Regions from separate parts of the Sus scrofa genome. Here all the other regions are linked to region 2. A link is a contact called in public HiChIP or PLAC-seq and promoter capture Hi-C data. All regions are on one chromosome and are shown on one strand. The core of a region is the stretch at or near the end of the contact, and the rest is flanking DNA. Distances in the headings are between cores, read along the strand shown.

Region 1 (3,597 bases), core at 364-2,863, 180 kb after region 2:
TACCACAGAGACTGACTCTTATCATCAACGTCTAGGAGGTAGGTAGTCATGCAGTAGGAAAACAATACGAACTGTGAACACGAGCTACATTTGCTATCAAGAAGCCAGGCTCATTGGATTGTCAAGTTTTAGGTGTCCAGGGAATAAGCAGAGTGCCTTCCTCTGCCTTTCACTTTCAACAGTAACAAGATCTAGTGGCCAACACGGTCAATCATGTTACGGGTTCACCTTCGTTTTCAGGACAGTGCCCATAATAACCCCTATAAAATGACATAGATCCTTTCCTAAGGAGGCTGTTGTGTGGGCTCCAAGAGGATTCTATGAGGCTTGGATCATTTGGGCGTCAACTCAAGTCCCTGGGTGCCCCTGAGGTCTGAAAAATATTACAGGCCAGTGTCTCCAATTTGAACTGGGGATGCTCCACGTGCAGGTTTGTCTCCAGGCCAGGATGTCACGGCCCTCTTTTGGCCTTTTGCTCCTTGAGGAGTTGTTCTTCTCCCAGGTTTTTATCATGATAGACAGACACTGGGCCAGCCATCCTCCCAGGCCCTCCCGGCTGGCCCGCTCAGGACCAGCTCTCCTCAGGTCTTCTCAGCTATCCTGACTCTCCACTGGGATGCTCCGTTTTTCCTCCTTTCAGTTCCCTCTGGGGAGGGTCCCTGACTCACCTCTCAGAAGCTGATATGCAGTGGGAGGGTAAGTGAAGCAGACGGAGGGGATGCTGTAATTGACTTCCAATATCTTCAGAAGATCCGCCGTGTACCTGGAGAGACACCAGCCTGTGTTCAGAATGTGGGGACTGGGGGAGAGGGGAAGGTAGCGGAGGAGACACAAAACGACAGTCCCTCAAACACTCCTGGGTTCAGGGAACTTGTCCATTTCCCCTCAAGTCCCTGATTCTTGGAGGGAATGGAGAATCAGCCCAGGATGATGTATAAGGCAGGCTGCCGCCTGGGCCAAGAACAGGCCTGGCTGCAGTCCTCAGAAAGCCCACAGACCATTTTCTCCACTGCCACTGGGGTAGCAGCCCAAGGATTTGCTAAGGAGAAAGAGCAGGGTCCCAGAGAACTAGTGCTCAGAAATACTACCAGGAATGGGTCCCCAGATGGTCAGGGCTCTGGGCATGCCCCCCATCACCCCCACCTCTGAGATCTTTTTCTCCCTGGTTGGGGGACAAAGCCAAGGTTCTGAGGGGTCACACACTGGCCTTCCGGGACAGCTAGACCATTATCAGTCCTGTCTCATTCTGTGTGCTGGCAGCCAAAGGGCCCTGGGAGGCGGGGAGGGCCAGGCCAGAGGGATAGGGGCCCCCGCTGCTTAGCAACAGGCTCCTGGCTCAGAGCCTGCCACCCTCACTCACCTGGGGTCAAGCTTTATCTGAGTCCTGTCTGGATCCATTGTCTTCGTTCCCTCTCTGGCTTTCCAGGCAGGCACCAAGAGTGAAGGAGGGGCGGGCAGGTCGGGCCCCTGAGGGAGGCAGCTCTGCCGGCCCTGCTGCCGGCGGGACTGGGCTGTGGGAAGGTGGAGTGGCTGGGTCTTTCCTTCTGGCTCCGTCCCACCTCTGGCCTCCCGTGCCCACAAGTTCCTATCTCAGAGTTCACCCTAGAGGAATTTGATCCCCTCAGCTGGCTAGGTTCCCTGGCTCCTGACTCCTCCCTGTCCTTAGGTGTGGCTCCGCCTCCTCCCTCCTACGCATGCCTTTGGCCGCCCCTTGCCCCCAGCCCACCCTCATTCTTCATCCCCCCACGAGGAACCTTCTAGGGCGGTGGTAGAGGCAAAATCCTTGATCCTTCCCGCAGTCCCCACTTGGTTAGCAACCCCCTCCCCTCAGAACCTGGCTGGAACTCAGGCTCTGTCCCCCAGGAGATGGATGAGTCGAGGCCGAAGCCTTGACTGTACTGGTGCTGTTGGCTTGATGTGTGGAAGGGAGGTCCAGCTGGATAATCCAGACGAGGTCCATGGAGGTTTCCCAAACCCCGGCTCACAACGTCCTGATGACAGGCTTATCCAGCCCAACAGCCCCCAAAGATGCAGCAAATGGGGTAGGGGTCCGGGGGTGGGGGGAGACGTATTGTATTTAAGAGGCAGAGTTGCTGAGTGAGATTGCTGGGCATTTTGATAGATTCTGAAAAAGACACACTGTATGCTTACGAACGATTGTATTGACTGATGCTTTCTCTTCTCTCTCCAAATAGATTTAAACCTATTTGAGGCCAAGCATGGTACCCCTAGGTTCCCAGCACAGGACCTCACACATACTAAATGCTTCTTAGAATTGGTTGCATGACTGATACAATAATAAACTCACAGCCACAGCAGCTAATATCTATTGAGTTTATGGTGCCCCAGGTGCTGTAGGAAATGCCGTCTGCCTCTTATCTCATTTAAACCTTACAACTACTCTTAGAAGGTAGATGCTATCTTTATTTCCATGTTACAGATAAGGAAACTGAGGCTCAGAGAAGTTATGACACCAGGTTGAATAGAAAGCCATGGAGGTGTGAACAGAAGCAGAAGGGACCTGGGTTAGGAGATCTGTGGAGGTTCAGATGAAGTTTCTAATAGTTTGGGTTTGTTTTTTTTTTTTTTTTTAAGGGCCCATGAAAAAATGGAAAAAAAATTTAAAAAGGGCCCATGAGAGAGTCAAGGGAGAAGTTCTGGGAAGGCAGAGGAGTTTGCCCGGTTCTGGGTTGGTGAGTAAATACAGTCAGAGGGAGCAGTTACGGAGTTACTGGTACCAAGGGGACTCCATACTCCTGTCCCAAAGCACCTCAAACTATCTCCCCCCTCCTAAAGTACAGTTCTCTGGGAAGGAGAGACCCAGGAGAGTGACCCAGGAATCTCAGGGGGTCAATGACCTCCTAAGGTGGAGGTGAGGGTGCAACGAGTAAGACAAGGGCACTAACCTCCAGGGGGTCAGTCGCCTGGGTCCTGCCCTAGCGAAGACATAGGCTGACTCAGCTTCCTCAAACCATTTCCACAGGAACACTCCCCAGGTCATTCATCTCTGGCCTGGTGAGAGGCCTTGCGTTTAATCGCCCAGAGCCTTGAACTTTAGACTTCCCTAGAGCAGAACACAGGGAGCTGAGGGTGTTCTCCAAAACTTCTGGCCAGAAGTGGGGGTCGGGGAGGCAGGGGAGGAGGGCCGATGGGCTAGAGGGAGTCGGAAAGGGAAGGCTGCTAGCTGATGCTCATGTTCCTGCAGCTGGGCGGTAGTGGCTGGGAGGCCCAGGGGAGAGCCGGCTAATCCTCAGGATGGATGGTGATGGAGGGAAAAAATGGCAGGGTGTTGGTGAGAAGAGTGGGCTTTAGCTCCGATGTGGTACTTCTGCCTCACTGAAGTCCCTAAGTGGCCACTTCCTGTAAAGCGTGACCCATGGATGAGTTAAGGCCAGGCTATCCATAGCTCAGGCATGGCAAGGGGATGAGCTGGACCAGCCAATCAGATGCTTCTCTTGCTAATTTTGGACTGCTACCTGTCAAACGCTGATTTTTAGACTCAAGAGGAACAAATACTTCATTTCATCTTTTTGGTTTAAATTTCCCCCCAAATTCATTTGATAACATAAGACATCTATTCCTTCAGTTTTGACTTTC
Region 2 (3,382 bases), core at 749-3,248:
TTTAAATGATATTTACATAATAAATATAATTTTAATCACTAAGCTCCTCCTCATCACTGAAGTACATGCTTTTCTTTATCCTTGGACGTCTTGAATCATCTGACGTTGAGGGACACCCCCCCACCCCCCCGAACTGGGTTTCTGCCTTTTTTTTCTTTTTTTGGCCTTCTTCAGTTTTGGCTTGCTGGAAAGCTATGGCCTAGCTGAGGCTGTCCAGAGTGGGATCTTCCCCTTCATCATCACTTTCTTCTGCTTCTTCAGTTTCTTCTTCTGGTTCAGGAATTTTCTGTCTTTTTCTTTTTCTTCTTTGCAGGTTCACGTTCTCCAAGTATATTTTTAGGAAGGCATAACTTAAGTGTTCACTTTCCCCACATTCATAACACTTGGATTTATCAAAGAAGTTTTGTCTTTGGATGAACTCAGCTGCTCTTCCACTGTCAATAGCAATGCTTGCTTTTATTACTCTACCAAATAATTGTTTTGTTGTTTATCGCCCTGGTACAATTTTGTGCAGAGTCTTTATCCAAAAATAAAATAAATGCAACCCCTTTACTCTTCCCGGTATCTTTACCTTTCATTATAGTAACCTTTACAACTTTGTCATACCTGGAAGATATCCAATATAAGTCATTGTTTGTCAGGGAAAAGGGCAAGTTGGATATATACACTGTGCTTTTACTTGGGGCTAATTCACCACTTATTTCTTCAGGTGGGGTGGACCGGGAGACCCAAAAAGAGTGAGCCCTGGGCTCTCGTGGGGCTCAAGCCTGTTCCTCACCCCTTGCAGCTGCCTTGGCATCACCTTGGCATCATGGGTCCTGGGAGGGGTCAGGTACTGGAGATAAGAAAGTAGCAGCAGCAGTCCAACTTGGTTATTATTATTATTATTATTTTGCTTTGTAGGGCCGCACCTACAGCATATGGAGGTTCCCAGGCTAGGGGTGGAATTAGAGTTACAGCTGCTGGCCTACAGCACAGACACAGCAACACAGGATCTGAGCAGCAACCTCGTGGTTCCTAGTTGGATTCGTTTCCACTGTGCCACAAAGGGAACTCCAACGACTTGGTTATTTTTTAAAAATTCACCCCAAAAACGCATTTACAGACTCTTAGAAGGGTCAATTCTCCAGATGACTTGTTCCACCTTTTATTGGGCTATTTCTCTATGTAGAGGCAATAAATGTGCATGGGAGGCTAGAATTGAAATTGAGTTTCTTTAACTTTATTCTTTTAAGCCACACTGGTGGCCTAAGGAAAATCCTGCCCGACAGGAGCCACAGCAGTGACAACACCAGATCCTTAACCCACTGTGCCACCAGGGAACTCCTCTTTAACTTTATTCTTAAGGTGGAGGATGACCAGATGCGAATATACTTTTTTTTTTTTTTTTTTTTTTTTTTTTTTTTAGGGGATACGGCATATGGAAGTTCCCAGGCTAGGGGTCTAATTGCAGCTACAGCTGCCGGCTTACACCACAGCAACGCCAGATCCGAGCCGAGTCTGTGACCTACAGTACAGCTCTAGGCAACGCTGGATCCTTAACCCACTGAGCAAGGCCATGGATCGAACCCTCAACCTCATGGTTCCTATTTGGATTCGTTTCCGCTGAGCCACGAGGGAACTCCGGATCTGTACTTTGATGGGAGTTGCAGGAAACCTAACAGAGGGCTATGGAGTTGCAAAAAAACAAAAATAAACTTTCATCCTCAGGTCTATCAATAAAGCTTGTGAAACTGAAACGTGAAGAGCCTATTACCTACCAAGCCCGAAGCTTACTTAGGAAACCCGTAACGGATATCGTGTCTATCAGACTGGCCTTGGAGCTTTAAGAGGAAGGCACCAGAAGTTGTAAAGAAGGATGCGGCGGCAGGCAGCAATCGAACAGCCAACCCGGAGAGCGGACAGCGCTCCGGGACCCATCTGGAAGTGCGCCTGCGCTGACTGTCCAGGGAGGGGGGCGGGGCGTGAGGGGCGGAGCTTGGGGGCGGTCAATGAGTCTGCGCAAACCGTGCGGCGAGGTGGGGGAGGGCGTTCCGTGTGTGTCTGTGTTGTTGTTCGGCGGCAGCGGCGGCGGCGGTAAGATGGCTGCCCACGGGGGCTCCGCGGCGTCGTCGGCGCTGAAGGGGTTAATTCAGCAGTTTACCGCCATCACCGGTAAGAGACGCGGTTACCGGAAGGTGGAGAGTGGGGCCTGGTGCGGGCGGCCGGTCTGACCCGGTCTTCCCTTTACCTTCAAGCATTCCTCCCTAGGGCTTTACCCTCAGCTCCCGTCCTCCCTCCTGAGGAAGAGGCGACGACGGCGTCGGGTCTCTGGGTTCAGGCGGGAGACCGCCTCCCCTCCCCCGCGCACCCCATGCGCTGGTTCTCGGTGTTCTCGCAGCGTAGAGGGAGACTTCCCCACCCCCTTTCAGCCCAGACCCAAGGCATGGGCCGGGCCCATCCGCCCCCGCTGGCCCGAGGACCTGGGGGCGGGAGAGGTGGGGGGCCGCACCCGGGCCACCGCCCTCCTCCTTCATCATCTCCTCTTCTCTGTGCAGCCCTGGGGTGCAGCACATGCCCTTACCTCCTTTTTCCTTTCTTCCCCAGCCAGGTCATTCTCCCCCAGTCCCTGGCCTGCCCTTCCCCTTTCTGGGCCCCTCGAAGCCATCGCTGTGGCCGTGGCTTGTTCGGGCCCTCCCGCCTTAACGGCGAGGCTGGTGCGTTAGCAGCGCCTTTACTGATCTCGGAGGATAGGCCGCCAGAAAGGGGTGGGGGGTTGCTGAGGAGTACCCTCCAGACTGAGGTTTGAAGAGAGGAATTGAGGGGGACCCCCCCCCCACCTGAATAGGAAAGGCCTGGAGGAACCCTTGGTGGCGTTTCCCACCTCCCCATAATAAAATCATAAAGACTAAGACGATGGCGCCGGAGCCTCCAGTTGATAAAATAGGAATGACGGCGGAAACTTCTTTGAGAGAAAATCAGTTTCTGGATGTCAGTGTCCCCCAAACCCCTGGTTTTTCTTTTCCTTTGGACCCCCGCGAAGGCACACGCAGATCCTCTTACTGCCTGGAGGAAAGGCCCCAAGCCATTCTGTGAATTCTCTGTGTCTTCTCTCTGATGGTGCTGAACTTTTTTTGCATGAGTTATTAGAGGGCGGAGCAAATGATGAAGTTCTCTGTGGAGTGATTTGAGAAAAGAGTACTCCATGTGCCTGAGTGTAATTTTGCCGTTCAAGCTTGTCATTTTAGGAGGTCAGTGTTAGTTCCCTCTCTTTAGCAGACCTATACTTTTTCTGGTAGTTTGTTAGATGCGGAGAACATTTTTTACTTTTCATGTATCTAGAGTTTGACGTGCAAAAATTGGTTAAATGAAATTTTATATTTTAACCATTGCTGGTTTGCGA
Region 3 (3,755 bases), core at 1,039-3,538, 230 kb before region 2:
AGACACATTCCTTATGCAAACAGTTCTTTCATCTCAAAATGCAACTGTCTTTACAAATTCATGTATTTGACTTTCTTCCCCTTTTAAATCTTTTTTCCTGAAATTAATTTGCCCTATTGATAACATTTGCAATGAACTATTTCATACTTTTCTACATTTCAAATTTCTACTGTTCTGCTAAGATTTTTTTTATTCCTTTAACATTTACAAAATGGGAATATCTCATTCTTTTTTTTTTTTCTTTTTTCTTTTTTTGAGGGTTGCACCCTTGGCACATGGAAGTTCCCAGGTTTAGGGGTCAAATCAGAGCTGTAGCCATAGTCGCTGGCCACAGCCACAGCAGTGTCAGATCCGAGCTTAGTCTTTGACTTACACTACAACTCACAGCAACACAGGATTCTTTAACCCACTGAGAAAGGCCAAGGATCCAACCCGAATCTTCATGGATACTACTCGGGTTCGTTACCACTGAGCCATGCGGGAACTCAGGTAATATCTCATTCTTTCCCCACTTTTGAACCCTCTTTTGTATGTGTCATTTCTTCATTCATCTATGCTCATACACATATCCAAATGGTTTTAAAGTTCATGTGAAAACTGATACTTAGGTAAAGACCTATGTCTCTTGCCTTATCTTGGGCAATTAGTTTCTCTAGATCCATTAAGTAGACTGATTCTTTTTTTTTTTTTTTTTTTTTTTTTTTGGTCTTTTTGCCTTTCTAGGGCAGCTCCCATGGCGTATGGAGGTTCCCAGGCTAGGGGTCGAATCGGAGCTGTAGCCACAGGCCTACGCCAGAGCCACAGCAACATGGGATCCGAGCCGTGTCTGCAACTTACACCACAGCTCATGGCAACGCCAGATCCTTAACCCACTGAGCAAGGCCAGGGATGGAACCCGCAACCTCATGGTTCCTAGTTGGATTCGTTAACCACTGAGCCACAACAGGAACGCCAAGAAGATAATCTAAATACCATTGGAACTTTTGGTAAAGAAGAGAGAAGTAAGAAAACATCATCTTTAGAAATGCAGCTGGATGTGGCAAAAAAATAAATTAAAAAAGAATGTAGCGTGATGCAAGCAACAAAGATGTCCCTGCCTCTGCCTTTGTCTCCACCTACCAGGCATCAATACTTGCTTGTTTTCCTAACCGTAGGAAGTGGTGTTGAGGATGCAAAGCCGACTTTCCTTTCAAGGGGAACACATATCTTTTTTGAAAATTCAAAAACTGGAGGGGGTTTCCTTTGCTCAATGACGGTTATGATCAAAGTGGAATTTTTGTTGTTATCTTTCTGTCAAAGGAAGGATGTAGTAGGATGTGAAATAGGGGCAACAGAGGGAGATAATGTTGTTGAAGAAGTCTAGCTCAAGAAATTCAGGGTTGGCTTGAAAAGTGTAAGTGTCCTGCAGAATCTCAGTCTGAAAACAGCCTTTCTCACAGATCTCCAAAAAAATATTATCTAAGAGGAGGACATGGGGAAGGTATGTGGCCAAACCAAATTTCAAAAGGGATAAAGTTGGTCTTTTGAAGAACAGAAGAAAAAAGGTGACCACTGAAAAGCAAGGCGAGGGGAGGCTCTTTTAAGGGGTAAGTTGTGTGATGATAAAAATAAATAAATATCAGTATTTATGTTGACTATGGTGCTATAAATAGAAAATATGTAAATATATGGTAACCTGTTGGCACCACCTGTGTGCTTCACCCCAGGGGCCAGGATTTTATTTCGGCTCAATCTCATCAAGCATCTCATAGAGGGCTAAGAGCTCATAGCAGCAAAACAAGGCAGAAGCTGATATTTAAATGATTCTTTCCAACACTGCAAAACTTTGGGGGTAGAGCCTCACAAATAGAAGGATTTGAAGGGCAGTAAGTGGGGGATGAGTCTATTTCTTTGGCAGTATCCCTCTAGACATATTTCCTTATCCTTCCTTTTAAGATCTCCAACTATGCTGTCTATTCCAGTGTCTCTCAGACATGTCCTTCTTCTAGAGAGGGATTATTTTCTGGATCCTGATTGATTTGAGAAGCAGCTGAGGATGGGTCCTCCCAGCCGCCTCTCTGGGAGAAGGTGAGATGGACTTCCTCCTAGAGGCTGGCATCTCTGATCCACCTTGGAGGAGCTTCCCATTCCCCCCACCTTTCCCCTTCTTTATTTCTCACTTGCATTTTGCCACATTGGTAAGACAACAGGAAGCACTGGGCTTCCTCTCCAGAGCATCTGTGAAGGGATGTGCTTACCACATTGATAACAGTAGCCGGAAAAGAAAGAAACACACCCACCCTCCAGAAAGCATGACCCTCCCCCTCACTCCCTGTGCTCTCCCCACACAGCTCCACTTCCCCCTTGGAGCCTCAGAGGTTGTCCTGGGGTTGGACTCTTGCGGCCACTCCAGTGTTAGAGCCAGGTTTATCTCCATTAAAGTTTGGCTTGACTGTGTACCTTCTCCGCGCCTCCTCTCTGATCACCGTTTTTGGAGCTCTGTGGGAAAGACTGTCTTCAAGATGCATTCTGCTAAGGCCACTTCTCCAAAGTGCTTGAGATTCTGCAAGAAACTTCTCCTCTCGGTTTCAGAAACATGTGTGATACTGTTGTCTAGAGTTACTAAATATTAATCATTGCGATACGGACTCAACTGGTATCAGTATTGCTTTGCGTGTTATATGAAAAATGGTTCTTTCATGTTGCCCTTTATAAGCCAAACACCCTTGAAATAAGGAAGTGTTGGGGAGAGAGAATCATTTCCTACAAATTCAGTGTGTCACAGTGATGAGAGTTCAACACAGCTGAAGTTTGGAACCTCGTTGTCCGTGTTTCTCATATGAAGGGTTCTGGAAGGGGAGAGATTGCAGGACTCAGGGCCTGAGGAATAATCACAGGACCAAAAACAGCCAAAAGGCGCTGGGGACAGTCGTTGCACTGCCATGAAGATGGGACGATTAGAACAAGAGCCATGGCTAGGATGTGAGTGAAAGACGCAGCAGCTCTTGGCAGCAGTCACTAAGGACACATTTTAAGGAGCCCTGAGAAGTGTAATTCCATCTGGACTATCCAGGGCCCTGTTTTCAGCCTTTCCTGGGGCTCACCTGGCCCCTGTCTACTATTCCTGGTAACGAAGGCTAAGGCAAAGAACTGCCTGAGCTTCTAGACGTCCTTGAGTGAATGGGTCAGTGTCTCCACAACTCGTATGCCTCTGAGTGAGTACTATGTCTATGGATGTTTTAACCTTTTCTCTCTTTCCAGAGAAAAGACATCTATAAAAGTTGGGTCCTGCATTTGAAAAACTTGGTCAGCCCAGAAACAGTCTCCTCCCCAGGCAGAGGGTCATCTTCCTGGTCAGTGCCCTCACTCACAATGAACCCTTATAATCATGGTGAAAACTGGAATCCTTTCGCATCAGCCTTTTGTCTTTTTGTTTTTGGCTGCACCTGTGACACACGGAAATTCCCAGGCCAGGGATCCAGCCAAGCTACAGCTGTGGCTACGTCAGATCCTTAACCCACGGCACCACAGCGGGAACTCCAGCCTTTTGTCTTGATCTTGATTGTGGAGCAGGAAGATGCTGCCTAGCTGAAGGAGGAAGGAACTGAGGGAGATTCTTCTGTCATAAATTACCTCCAAGCTATTGCCAAACCACACGGCTGCCTTTAGAATAAATAGCCTCAGAAAGATGGGTGACCTTCAGATATTTTGGACTTCCTCATCTATGTACCATATGAACCTTTCCATGTTTGCCATTTGATCAGCAAATGTGTGCT

Evidence for each region. Promoter capture Hi-C pulls out the DNA fragments that hold promoters and counts their contacts. HiChIP or PLAC-seq counts read pairs in DNA pulled down with a chosen protein or histone mark.
Region 1: a contact with region 2 is called in a promoter capture Hi-C map of fetal liver, with 3 times the contacts expected there. The contact joins the promoter of SLC51A here to the promoter of UBXN7 in region 2. A contact is called at or near these places in 1 of 5 promoter capture datasets (fetal liver) and 1 of 2 datasets of contacts at active chromatin or transcription factors (alveolar macrophages).
Region 3: an H3K27ac HiChIP or PLAC-seq map of alveolar macrophages shows a contact between it and region 2. The contact joins the enhancer-like site here to the promoter of UBXN7 in region 2. A contact is called at or near these places in 1 of 5 promoter capture datasets (fetal liver), 4 of 47 Hi-C or Micro-C datasets (fetal heart ventricle, retroperitoneal adipose tissue, skeletal muscle and 1 more) and 1 of 2 datasets of contacts at active chromatin or transcription factors (alveolar macrophages).

The regions. Positions count from the first base shown.
Region 1 is chr13:133,868,140-133,871,736 of Sscrofa11.1, forward strand. It overlaps SLC51A (solute carrier family 51 alpha subunit), which reads right to left and starts at 1,614. Exons shown (of 9, transcript NM_001244266.1): 1 at 1,361-1,614; 2 at 669-763. The coding sequence starts at 1,398.
Region 2 is chr13:133,687,785-133,691,166 of Sscrofa11.1, forward strand. UBXN7 (UBX domain-containing protein 7) reads left to right here and starts at 1,999. Exons shown (of 11, transcript XM_021070161.1): 1 at 1,999-2,154. The coding sequence starts at 2,082. It also overlaps the pseudogene LOC100620593.
Region 3 is chr13:133,462,478-133,466,232 of Sscrofa11.1, forward strand. No RefSeq gene overlaps it. Among named protein-coding and RNA genes, the nearest start is that of NRROS, 32 kb to the right of the region's middle. Within about 2 kb of position 2,289, at least 8 of the 83 cell types and tissues checked have an H3K27ac peak or open chromatin away from gene starts, as enhancers often do. A contact at or near this core is called in alveolar macrophages, where this site is marked.